Linked DNA regions of Oryzias latipes: region 1 is linked to region 2. Evidence: chromatin contacts called from public Hi-C data. All regions are on one chromosome and are shown on one strand. Each heading gives the region's core, a stretch centred on a gene start, on an enhancer-like site or on the middle of the called end of the contact. The rest is flanking DNA. Distances are from core to core; before and after follow the strand shown.

Evidence for each region. A called contact is a pair of places that touch in the nucleus more often than the background predicts.
Region 1: a Hi-C map of embryo shows a contact between it and region 2, with 1.6 times the contacts expected there. The contact joins the promoter of LOC101166122 here to the enhancer-like site in region 2. A contact is called at or near these places in 4 of 5 Hi-C or Micro-C datasets (embryo, fibroblasts and gastrula embryo).

The regions. Positions count from the first base shown.
Region 1 is chr5:13,788,355-13,794,878 of ASM223467v1, forward strand. LOC101166122 (protein APCDD1-like) reads left to right here and starts at 2,423. Exons shown (of 4, transcript XM_011474985.3): 1 at 2,423-2,852. The coding sequence starts at 2,774.
Region 2 is chr5:13,755,494-13,761,411 of ASM223467v1, forward strand. It overlaps src (proto-oncogene tyrosine-protein kinase Src), which reads left to right. Exons shown (of 13, transcript XM_011474984.3): 5 at 243-341; 6 at 560-663; 7 at 3,393-3,542; 8 at 3,619-3,774; 9 at 3,961-4,140; 10 at 4,725-4,801; 11 at 4,879-5,032; 12 at 5,149-5,280; 13 at 5,900-5,918. Among protein-coding and RNA genes, the nearest start is that of src, 19 kb to the left of the region's middle. Within about 2 kb of position 1,593, at least 2 of the 8 cell types and tissues checked have an H3K27ac peak or open chromatin away from gene starts, as enhancers often do. A contact at or near this core is called in embryo and gastrula embryo, where this site is marked.

The DNA.
Region 1 (6,524 bases), core at 1,173-3,672, 34 kb after region 2:
TGGATACGTTTATGTAACAACAACAAAAAGCCTCTTTACGAAAGTCTTCGCAGAAATAAAATTCACTGTTGACGTTTTCCAACAGTCTCCTTAAATAAATGATCAAAATTCAAAACTGCTGTCTGTGAACTTAGAACCCTATTTCAAAAACAAAACAAACCAAAAAAATGTCAAAACTGTAAATGCAACTTTACTGACGCAGCGGTGGACTAAAGGGCTGCTCAAGATTAAAACAATAATCCAAGTGACAAATGCATGCAGGTAGACCTGAAAAGTTAAAGCAAGTTAAATCACGTCTTCATCTCAAACATGTGGGTCTTAAAAGTGTCTGTTTGCATTCCAGATTTACCAAGACATTTTCAGCCTCAAGCCCAATGATTCAGTCAAAGCACATTGTAAACTTTTGTATTTTAACATTGATTTTAGTGGAAGATGACTTTTTATAGATGATTTTGGGTAAAGGTGTGTTTTCTTTTCCCACACAAAAGGATAGAGAAAATAATGCCAAAAAATATACATATATAATCATCTCGTATCTCCTGATGCTGCCATTTTCTGTTTTCTAGGCTGTTTGAAGCTCTGAAGAACTTCTGGTGCTTTTAAGGACCCGACTCAGAAGGAAAGTGTTAAGGCAGACTGACAATTGGCACAAACCTCTTAAAAAAGGAATATAAACAAGACGATGCCTTTCAAATGTGTCATAGAAAACATAGTCACTCAGCCAAGTTGCACTGACCATTGACTTTGTGTGTATGTGTGTAGTTCTGAATGTGTGTGGGGGCTCTGGTCAGCCCACCCGTTGTAGACGTGCTGCCAACTCTTACTTGGCTCTAACTTTGAAACTGTTCTCTGCCCCCACGGCGGTCAACAGTGTCAACAGTTCCTCCAGACCACATGTGAACGCTGTGCCTATGAATCATCGTGACTGGAGCGTCTGTGTGCGCATTAGCCTTTCTAATGATGTGTTACACAGGTTTGTGCAGTCTTGGGCAGCTGTAGACCACTTTTCCTCACGGTATAGTCGCCTACATTCAGCTTCAGTCACACAGAAAAATCACATTCTACTATTGTGTTTCACAGCCTTCCACACGGTGGTGTCATTCCTTGTTCTTAGCCAGCCGCCTCATTCCAGATGATGTTATGAAAAGCATTGCAATGCATGAAAACATGAACTGAATCGAATGTAATGAAGGAGAAAAAAAGAAAAACAAAGCAAGAGGCAACACAAAATTGACCAAAGAATTCAAATGGTCCTGAACTTACAAAAGCTTCAGCTTACTGAAAACATTTTTGTTGGTGTTTTTGATATCTGTCATAAAATGCTGTACATGTAAAAATGTGCAAAAAAAACATGATTTTGGTGTTTTTAACAGTTTCTTGTGGCATTTTTACTTATGATGGAGGACATATATATATAAAAAAATTACACTCAAAATTGCAATTCTGAGTATTTCTTTGCTCAAATTGTGAATTAGGAGCAGATGAAAAATTCTGTTTGAGAAAGAACATACTTGTGAAATAAAAAACACGCCTCATCAAAAACCCACCTCCAAATTCTATGCAGGGTTTCTCCACTCATGAGTGGCAGAAACAATGCCATGCGTATTTCCAGTGAATTCCTGCTGCTCTACAGAAACTATGTCCTAGAAAAAAACATTTTTTGGCTAAAAACGGTATAATCATAATTAAAATACCACTAGGAAGACTTTTGAAATAGATCAAAAGATGGTACTGGGGCTTTTAAGCCTTTACAATATTTTTCTTTTATTGTTTTCCACCTCTTTGCAGATGTAGCCTGCCATCCAAAGTTAGGAATAAAGGGTAAATTAAATTCAAGGTTGCGCGATCGGCAAGTTATCTGGGAAAAAAAAATCCTCAGAAGATGAATGTTTTTGACATGCAAGCTAAAGTATTAACAGCACAAATCCAGGTGTTACCTGAATGTACACAGCGCCTACCAGCCAGCTCAAGTACACACAACGTAAGTCTGGAAGCACATTCCTCTCCACACCACAAAGCCACATGTCCCAAATGAGCGTCTGCTGAACATACAGAGAGCAAACGGGCATCAATCTTCAAGTTGAAGTAAACAATTCCATTTCCAAGTAACTGCAGTAAATAACTGATTTAAAGTTTTTTTTTTTTTTTTTTTTTTTTGCTGCTGTGCTGAGGCAGGAATCTGGGACAAATGTCTAAAATCTGATGTCCAGAAATTAATCACAAGATACTCCAATCGAAAGGTCTATGAAGAATATGTTTTCTAGCATATATTGCAGCATTGTGTCTGCAGTGTTAACTCCTTCTCGCTGCCCTTTTGCACCTTGCTCACCCCCCCCTCCCCTTTTTTCCCCTCTACCCTCCACATGCACACAAACTAAAACTTTCTCTGTCTTACACCCTCCCTCCATCCCTCTTTCTGCTCCCTCCTTCTCAACTCTGAAGTAGAAGAGCCAGACAGGAGCAAGCACACACAATATCCGCCTGCTCCCATGCATGCATGCACACACATTGAGAGCAGCAGGAAGGGAGAACATCCGTGTGGAGAAGTCTCAGTTGAGGATTTTTATTTCCTTTTTTTCTATTATTATTATTATTATTTTAATTAATCATGAAGGCAAATAATTGCAGGTAGAGGAGAGGAGAATTTCCATCAGGACGAAGTGGAGCTTTTTTTCTTTTAAGGAATTACTGGACTCTTCGTGGATGAGTTCTTGTCATGGTGTGATCATATTTTGATTTAAAGCATCCCTGTGATTTGGACAGCTTTGTGTAAATGATGTCTGTGGAAGCAGGAACCATGTCAAACAGCTGTTTCACTGGCCTGTTAAGAGGGGTCTGGTTGCTCTGGCAAGGTAAGTCCAGATACAAAATCCTTTCAAGCGAGCTACTCATAGTTTTGATAGAACTGTTGGATTCTGAAATATCAATTTGAAAATTTAATTAACTTACATCAGTGGACTTAAAGTGTTTATACTATGAAAACAACCAGATAAACGCCCTTTCATGTCCAAAACCCGCCAAACACCCACAGATCCACATTTTCTGGAGAACACGTCAGGAAAAGTGGCATGCAGGGAAGGATTATTGGCCACAAACTCATAATTACAAGGAAGTCATTATGTAATTTGTCATAATTTGAATTATTTGCAGAGTTCAATTTAAGGATCATCATTTAAAAAATAAAAGCTCAACTAATGCTGACATGAGGCTTATGAATAGTTGGTCTGTGTTCCCTCTTTAGTCCTGTGTCTTCAAGGCTCTGTCAGGTCTGTTTGCATGAGGGGGGAGCCTTAAAAAAGAGCTCTGCCTGATGCCTTCAAACAATAGTTCTCTGGGAGCAGGGGAGCGTGGCCCTGGAACTAATGTCGCTATTATGTTAATAGTAAGAATAACAGAAGACAGTCATTACTGACACAAACCTGGGCTTCTGAGCTGAACGTCCAGCTGCCACAGCCTCCCTCATGGAAGGCTGGATTCTTGAAGGCCAGGAGACGAACAGTGAGGCAGCATTTGTCTGCTTCCAATCATCAGGTCGGCACCACTTTGCCGCCTCCATCCCTCACAGCTGCATGCTATACTGTTCCTTCATTCATGTCTTAACTTCACCTGAGGAGACAGGTGAGTTGATGACTATGAGTAAGATCAGGCACAGCAGTGCAAAAACTGATTTACAGTTCAATGGACATTTTTTAACTAAACAGATTTCAGCAAATTTTTCAGAAAATGGTGGTTTCAAAATCCTGGAGTTAAACTTTTCCAGGGTTTTAAAATACCGTACATAAAAAAATATTTTGCATTTCTATCCATCCATCCATCCATCCATCCATCCACTTTTTTAACCTGCTGTATCCCTTTCAAGGTGCCAGAGCCTAACCTGGCCACTGTTGGACAAAGGTGGGGTTCACACTGGATGGGTTGCCAGCCTGCATTGTTACCTTTCTGTTCAAAAAAATCTTCATTTCTAATGTAGGTCTGAGCTGAGTGAGAGAATAATCCAGCTCTTATCATACCAGTCCCAACACACATCCAGAACCACATTCAGTCTGAGCTAAGATGATTTTGGTATAATCCTGGATCCAAAACATCAGCAGACCATCAACTTCTCTTGTCTGAATGTTACCGCCTCAAATAAACCTCATTAGTTGTCAGATTCAGAGATTTTTTTCCCTGAAACAGTTGAACGCGTGGAGATAAGAATGGAGTGAGTGGATGTGTTGGCAGTTCTTATGTACTGTAGCCTTGGGAGCAAGATTCAGAACTTGTGAACGGTGGTGGAACGGGCAGCGGGGACTGCTGGGCACAGATCTCTTGTCTAAATAAACAAGGCCACTGGATTAAGCAGCTGATACCCTCTGATGAAAAGACAACAGTGGTGTTCTTTTCTTTGGGACAGCTCTGGTCTGGAAGAGGTAAATGCAGAAGTTCAGGTTAGAATAACAAAAACTAACCCTCTGTTCCTTAAATCATCCTGACCTTCATCTGAATGTGGCGACAAGGGTGGAGGAGAGAGAAAATAGGGGCGGTCACTGCACAATGAAATTTATTTTCGATGTCCTTTTCCTCTCAGTTTATGAGAGTTCTGAGCCGAAACACATTATGTAAAGTTGTTATAAAATGAATAATGCTTTAAGACCTCCTAACTAATAATGTTTTCTATTTTGGCCTGTTAACCATCACTGTAAGACAAAGACAAGGAGATGCATGTCTGCAGCTCTGACGTTCATTTTGCAAATATAATCATTAGTCACTTCAGTTAAAATTTTCGAAAAATGTGCCATCAAATGTCATGGAATAATAAGGTGGGTTCACGGTGGCATTAACTTCATTATTTTACAATAGTCCAGTTGCCAGAATCAAAAGTTGGCTCTGATTATTTTGACAAAGCACTGCAACCTGTAATCTGAACCAAAGCAGCCTGGTCTCACTCTTAAACTGACACTATCAGGGCCGTACAGGGTTGGGAAAGATAACGTTTAAAACAAAGCAGGGCGTTTTCCAATCTTAAGTCATCTTATTGCCGAAACCAGACAGCAAATTAGAAAGAAGAAAAAAAAAGTACGAATTAGCTAGTCAGGGTGATTTTCAAACCTCTGACAGGGAAGATGCTCATGCTAATTTTTGCTGCTGTTACATTACACAGTCACATGCATTTGCAGCAGCTGTCTTTATTTCCATCAATTCTGGGGGTTTTTCATAGCGTAAACACTTTTCATCAGTGTATCTGCGTAAATGTGTCTGGATTGCGCTCTGAATCAGTCAACAATATAAATGAAGGGTCAAAGCAAAGAATTAGCTAATTATCTCAAGTTTAGTGCCCCAATGCTGTATGTTCCCTCAAGGTTTTTTGTATTTCTTCATTTTTTGGAATTAGAGTCAAAGCCTATAACATTCATAAACAGCAACTCAACTTTATAAGTAGAGCTAATTGATTTGAACGGAGTCTTTTGAGTCAAATCAATACATGTGTTTTGTAAATTTAAATATTTTTGAGTAAATTTGCAGATACTTTGGTGTGAAAATTGGTTTTCAACCCAAATTTCTTTATTAGTAGTTATTTAATTAGTTTGTGACATTCTTGTCTTTAGGTCACGATATCAGCTAACTACTTTAGCTGTATAAAAAAATACCATTCAGTGGCCATAAGATGTGACGCCTCAACTGAAATATAAATCCAAATGTGCACCTCACAAATATCATTCCAGTGGGAGGCCATTTGACCCTCCTCGTCATGTTATATTCTGACTAACTCTATTCGCCTCATCAAGCCCTGACACACACCGGAGAACTAAATAAAGATCAAAGACAGAAAAGTGCAGGAGACAACCGACATCCTTCAGATTGAAATGAGGCGTGAACTTAATGTTTCTGTCATTAGAAAGGGGAAGCGTAATCAGGGGGAGGGGGAGAGGGCCAGGAGGGCACGGACAGTTCAGGGAGAGCCAGAAGGTTTCTATACTGCAGCAAGAAACTGTTACAGGAGACTGGGGCCTCCACACTGGAAGAAAATATGAAGGAGGAAGTTGTAAAAAAAAAAAAAGGAAAAAAAAAGAAGAGAAAGCGTGTGTAGTTAAGCAGTTTTAAATAATCTGCAACAAATGTTTTTATACATCTTAGCAGTCTTAAATGACTGTCTTGTCAAGGCCTCAGTAATGAACTAAGGCTTCTAGTTGAGCACTTGATTCCCAGCAAGCTTTGAATCAGAAGTACCTGGATCTGGTTCTTGTTTCCACAGGATATCTCCAAATACGTGCGCACATATAGCTATTTTGACTGTGGCTAAGATGCGAGGGGTGAGGGTGCCAAACCATAATCACAAATGCAAACAAGCAAACAGAAAGCAGCCTAGAGGGCTTTCATAAATGGCATCCTTTTTTCAGGATACAGTAAATCTGTGTGTAGTGTGTTATTTTTTAATTTTTTTTTTTTGCATGTGTGTAGAAACTGAATTAATTTAGAATTTCAAGAACAGGTAGATTTCTTTGGCCCAGCCATCAGACAGACGAAGTGAGGATCAGTTGCAGCAG
Region 2 (5,918 bases), core at 343-2,842:
TATGTGAGTGTGTGACCCTGCCATGGATTGGGCAACCATATGGAATATTCCCAGCATTTGCAGTCGCTGGGAAAGGCTCCAGCAACCCTGTGATTTCCCCAAAAGGGATTAAGCACTGGTCGTGCTTAATTCATTGTTGTATCGTTAGCAGAAATGTAAGAGTGTTTAATCAAAGAATGTCCTCCTTGTCGTAAGTTGTGTTCATCACTGACTCTCCTGCTCTACATCTTCTTGCTTCACAGAGAAGGGGACTGGTGGCTCGCTCGCTCGCTGACAACAGGAGAAAGTGGTTACATCCCCAGCAACTATGTGGCTCCCTCAGATTCCATCCAAGCAGAAGAGTACATTATCTTTAGTTTAGCCCATTTATTTATTCACGTTTTCAATGCAAGTCTTGGCAATTGCTGCTCTGGTAACTTAGTGCAGGTATATGTGTGTGCATCCATCCAGCAATGGGTGTGGAAGTTCTTGGATAGGTGTTTTAATGCATGCATAGCCCTGAGGTGTGCTTCAGCAGCTCAGCAGGAGCTTCCCTCTGATCACTTCCTTTCTTCGGCAGGTGGTATTTCGGGAAGATCACTCGGCGTGACTCAGAGAGGCTCCTTCTGAACCTTCAGAACAGACGAGGAACCTTCCTGGTGCGGGAGAGCGAGACCACTAAAGGTGAGCGAACAGATGTTTAACCCCTTCCCACCTCACGTCACTAATTTGCAGCCTTAACTTAACTTAGTTTGGCATCAGATTTAATGAAAAGGCATTTGAGAAATGTTTAATTATATAATTAGAAATAAACTCAGGCATGATGGGGTTAAGGCAAGACACATCAACTAATGGACACCACATTGCAAGGAGAAAACTTGTTAAAAGGTCCCACGTATCATTCTAACTGCTGACTACATGAAGCTGTGAGAAAGCCACATGGGGAAAAAGGCACTTTTGGTCAAGTTCTAAGAATATGTTTGAATAAAGCATAAAATGACTTTTCTTAAATTTGGGACCTATGGTTGGGCAACCTTTCAGAATAAAGGGATTAAGTTACTGTTTTGATTTACGGTAGATCATATTTTTGTCTATAAATTTGGCTTAAGTGATGCATTTATCAAAGATAGCAGAATAAAGATTTTATAAATTGCACTAAAATTACCACTAACGATTTATTGATCCTAGCTTGTATGGGGGAAACAGATTGTCATTAAATAACTGCATTAGTTTTGAATGTTTTTACATTAATGACCCAAAAAAAACACAAACGAGTTGATAGTCTCTTGATTCTCTGAGTCTATATAGAGAAATAGACATGATTTTTGCTATAAAAACAGAATAATCTTCAAGGACTATATTACAAAGAGGCTGAGCCTTTTAATAAAGCCATGCTCTTTCATGCCTCTAGTGCTGTAGCTTTACTGCCTGAGATCTGAAACAGTTTTGCATCATTTTCTGTTGTCAGATTTACTCATTGTGACCCATGTGGGCTCTTTAGGAGGTTGTTTTGTGGGCAAGATTACTTGCGAACGGTGTGGGTTGGATTTGCAAATGAACAGGGGTGAATTGCTGCACCGGAACTAGGTCAGCCTTGGAGGGTGCTGTTCCCCCCCCAGCTATAACTCAGTGTTCCCATGCTCACACACTGAGAAGAGCAGTGGAAAGACGACAAGGAAGGGTAGAACTGTAAAGGGGAAATCTACAAGAAAGGAGGCGAATCAGGGGAGCAAGAGGAGCTTGAGCGGGAGTGGATTTTGTATTCAGTTTGACTGTTGGGTTCACAGTTTTTCACAAATGAGCGCCAACTTGCAATGACATGTTGCATAGTGTGCAAATGATCTTAGATTACAGCAGGGAAGTGATACGTTTGGCTCATGCTGCAAACACAAATGCTGCAAGTGACATTTGTTAAATGTGATTATGCCACTTAATCTTGCCTGCATAAACAAAGAAAAAAACTGCTGTGATTTGCTCAGCTCTTGCAGGTGAATCCATGCACAGCGCAAAACAATCTCAGCCGAAAAAAAAGCAAAAATGGTTTGCCTTTGATCATGGAAGGCTGAGGGGTTTAGCTGTCAAAGGATTGCTGTTTTAATACATGATGCACATGTGGTGAATTTAAGGTGCATCCTTTTCTTGCCCCAAATTTTTCCTTTCTACATAAGAAGCAGAGTGAGTGTCAGTCAGCGAAAGCTCCAGATCAAACAGTGGATTTCTTCGCTGTGGAGCTGAGCTTTGTTAAGGCAATTTTCTCTTCACTTCCTAAATCCGTTTGATTGCTGTCACAAATGAAAGATCTTACATTTGTTTCTTTGTTTGCCATGAATTGCTCCAACCTAAATGTGGATTTGGGACATTATCTGTAGAGATTGAATAATTTTCACTTGTCATTAAGAATGGGAAACTCACTTGCATGATGGTAAATGATGTGGCTGGTAAATCAATAATGCTGGAGAACTAACTTAGTGTCACAAAGCAATGTTTTTTTGCAAAGCTTCTTTCAAACGTCTGGAAACAGCTTGCTGAACTTTATGCTTTTATAGTTGAGCCAAAGGTTCATCTAATAGTCAGATCTGGAATGCAGTAATTGATCATCTTCTCCACTTACTGTATTGTCAAAGAAACAAACTATCACAATCATTTCTACGGCTAAAGCTAATTTTTGGAAAACCGTATAGCTAAATGGCCAAAAATGTGATATTATTTTTTTGCTTAATTCTTTGTCTTTTTTTTATAGATTTTTTTGTTTGTTCTCCGTTGTGAAATCTGTATAATAATTTTTTTTCATTTTGCGCTCAATCAAATGTATTTTTTGTCTGAGAACGAATCTTTCTGAAGTCGTCCTTAGCCGAGGATCACTCGTCTTTACTAGAACCCTAACAAAGGGAAGGATTTGTAATAACGCGTAGTTCTGCTATGTCTGCTTGACTCAGAGAAACCGGATCATATGTTGAGTTAAGGGGACTTTCCTTCTGCCACATTGGTTCCATGTGATACAGACTGAAATAAGAAGTTAGATATTATGTCGTATTTTCTATAGTAAACATTTGCTTTCTTATTTATTGTAGTAATCAGGACTACACTACGTTTTAATGCTGCAGCTTGCTTAAACAAATACTTCAAAAATAAAAGTTTTCTTAATGTCATTGTTTTATAAAAACTCTAAGAAAGAGAAAGGGCAGCTCATGTTTACACATTGTGTCTAAAGAGAGGATTTTATGTCTGAGAACTAGCTTCCTAAATTCGTTTTAATTCTTTTTTTTGTGGTGAAATTTCCAAAGGTGAAGGACAGGAACCAAGACACTTGAAGCTTGAAGGCACAGCTGCTCGGAAACTCCGCAGAGCAGCTGTCAGAGAGGCCCCAAGCTTTTCTTGTTTTAACTTCTGTCTGCTCTTCTGTTTGCTCACAGGGGCTTATTGTCTGTCTGTGCTGGATTATGACAACGCCAAAGGCCTGAATGTGAAGCATTACAAGATCAGGAAACTGGATAGCGGCGGTTTCTACATTACCTCCCGTACCCAGTTCACAAGCCTGCAGCAACTAGTCTTCCACTACCGCAGTGAGTACTCGAACAGTGCGGGCGATCCTGCTTCTACAATGCTGCCACCTTATTCTCTGTTGTTGTCCACCTTCAGAGCACTCTGATGGCCTTTGCCACGCCCTTACAGACGTCTGTCCAGTGGCCAAACCTCAGACGCAGGGACTCGCTAGGGATGCCTGGGAAATTCCTCGAGAGTCCCTTCGCCTGGACGTTAAACTGGGACAGGGATGCTTTGGAGAAGTCTGGATGGGTAGGACGTCTCAATTCATGTCAGAGTAAACAGGAAGAGCCTGAATATGCAGCATCCGAGCATGATAACTATAAAGTGCATAATTATTCTCATTATTTAGCCTTTACATATGTTAGTCTATATCAGCTCAAATGAGTTAAGGCTTGACAGTTTAAAAGCGTCTCATTTGGCGTTGGTTTGTGGCAGGCACGTGGAACGGTACGACACGGGTAGCCATTAAGACCTTGAAGCCTGGAACTATGTCTCCAGAGGCCTTTCTTCAGGAAGCACAGGTCATGAAGAAGCTCCGGCACGAGAAGCTGGTCCAGCTCTACGCTGTTGTGTCTGAGGAGCCCATCTACATCGTCACGGAATATATGAGCCAAGGTACAACAGAACAGCACACTCTAACAATGACTTCTTGAGTAAGTCCTCTTTTTTTTGTGATGAATATGTTTTAAATGCTAACAGGTTTCTCTACTTTATCAAAAAAAACCAATGTTTAACACTTCAGAAAAAGGGATTGAATGAAAGTCAGAAGTGCACTCATAACCACTGTTACAGGTCTAGTTTTAATACAGGATATATTGATAATAATAATGAATTGGATATATCTGTGCTTTTCCAGACGCTCAAAGCGCTTACAGTGTGTCCATTATTCATTCACTCCTCATTCATACTTGGTGATGGTGAGTTATTGATGTTGCCACAGCTGCCCTGGGGCAGACTGACAGAGGCGTGGCTGTCAGTGTACGCCTCTGGCCATCACCAGGACATTCATACGCATTCACACACCACTGGAGTCACGCTGGAGCCAGGCTGTGTGAAGTGTCTTGCCCAAGGACACAACGACAGTTGACCGGGCGGAGCGGGGATCGAACCGCCATTCCTTTGACCATGGGCCGACCTGCCCAACTACCTGAGCCACAGCCACCCATAATGTTATTCATATTATCCCCCTGCATTCCCAGGTAGCTTGTTGGACTTCCTGAAAGGAGACACAGGAAAGTTGCTTCGACTGCCACAGCTGGTAGACATGGCAGCTCAGGTACACTGAGATTTTCTTTAAGGTTTATTTTTTATTTAATTTGATAAAAACTGTAAACCGCCTTTCTCTTCTACAAGATTGCAGCTGGCATGGCCTATGTGGAGAAGATGAACTACGTCCACAGAGACCTGCGGGCTGCTAACATCCTAGTGGGGGACAACCTTGTTTGTAAGGTAGCTGACTTTGGTCTGGCAAGACTGATTGAAGACAACGAGTACACTGCAAGACAGGGTATGCCGTCACTTAACGTCCATCAAATCAGCTCAGCAATGCTAAAATAAGACACAGAGATATATATTTGGTTTCAATCTGGAAGTGAATATATTAACTTTGATTTCTTAATTTAGGTGCAAAGTTCCCGATCAAATGGACGGCACCAGAGGCAGCTCTGTACGGTCGTTTCACCATCAAGTCTGACGTGTGGTCCTTTGGTGTGCTGTTAACAGAGCTGGCAACTAAAGGCAGAGTTCCTTATCCAGGTAAGAGCTGCACTTGTTCAAATTCAGGTGCTGAGATCTCTGGTTTGATCTTCCTAAAGACCCACTCCAATGAGAATTGTGATTTCTACATGTTCTCGTGGCATTTCTCTCATGATTGAGGACATGTATAAAGAAAATGAAGGTTCATCTAGTATTTCTGAGCATTTTTATTAATATTGCTGTGAATCAAGAGCAGACAAAAAAATGCAGTTGGAAAAAGATTATAGTTGTTAAGTAGAAGCTACTACGGCGAGCCACAAGCTCCCTGCTCCGCTCCATTCTGATCCATCCACTTGTAGATGTGCGTCTACGTTTTCCTCATCCGAGCTGGAATCTGGCTCAAAATTGCACAGCTGGATATCTCCCATATTGCTCGTCATTTTTATGGCACCACATTTTATGACTGCAAACATTTTATTTGTTTATCACTTTAACAAAGCTTTACAAATTGATCTGCAGGTTACTCAGGTGTAATTCATTGTATTTCATCAAAAAGTATTTGAGCCAAACATCTCTCACATTTATCAGCAGTTCTAATGAATTAACTGTATCCGGCAGTTCTACCATTAAAGGAAGAGAGCTTGTCTCTTGAGTGTGAACTTCCTGTTCTCTCCGGCAGGTATGGTAAACCGTGAAGT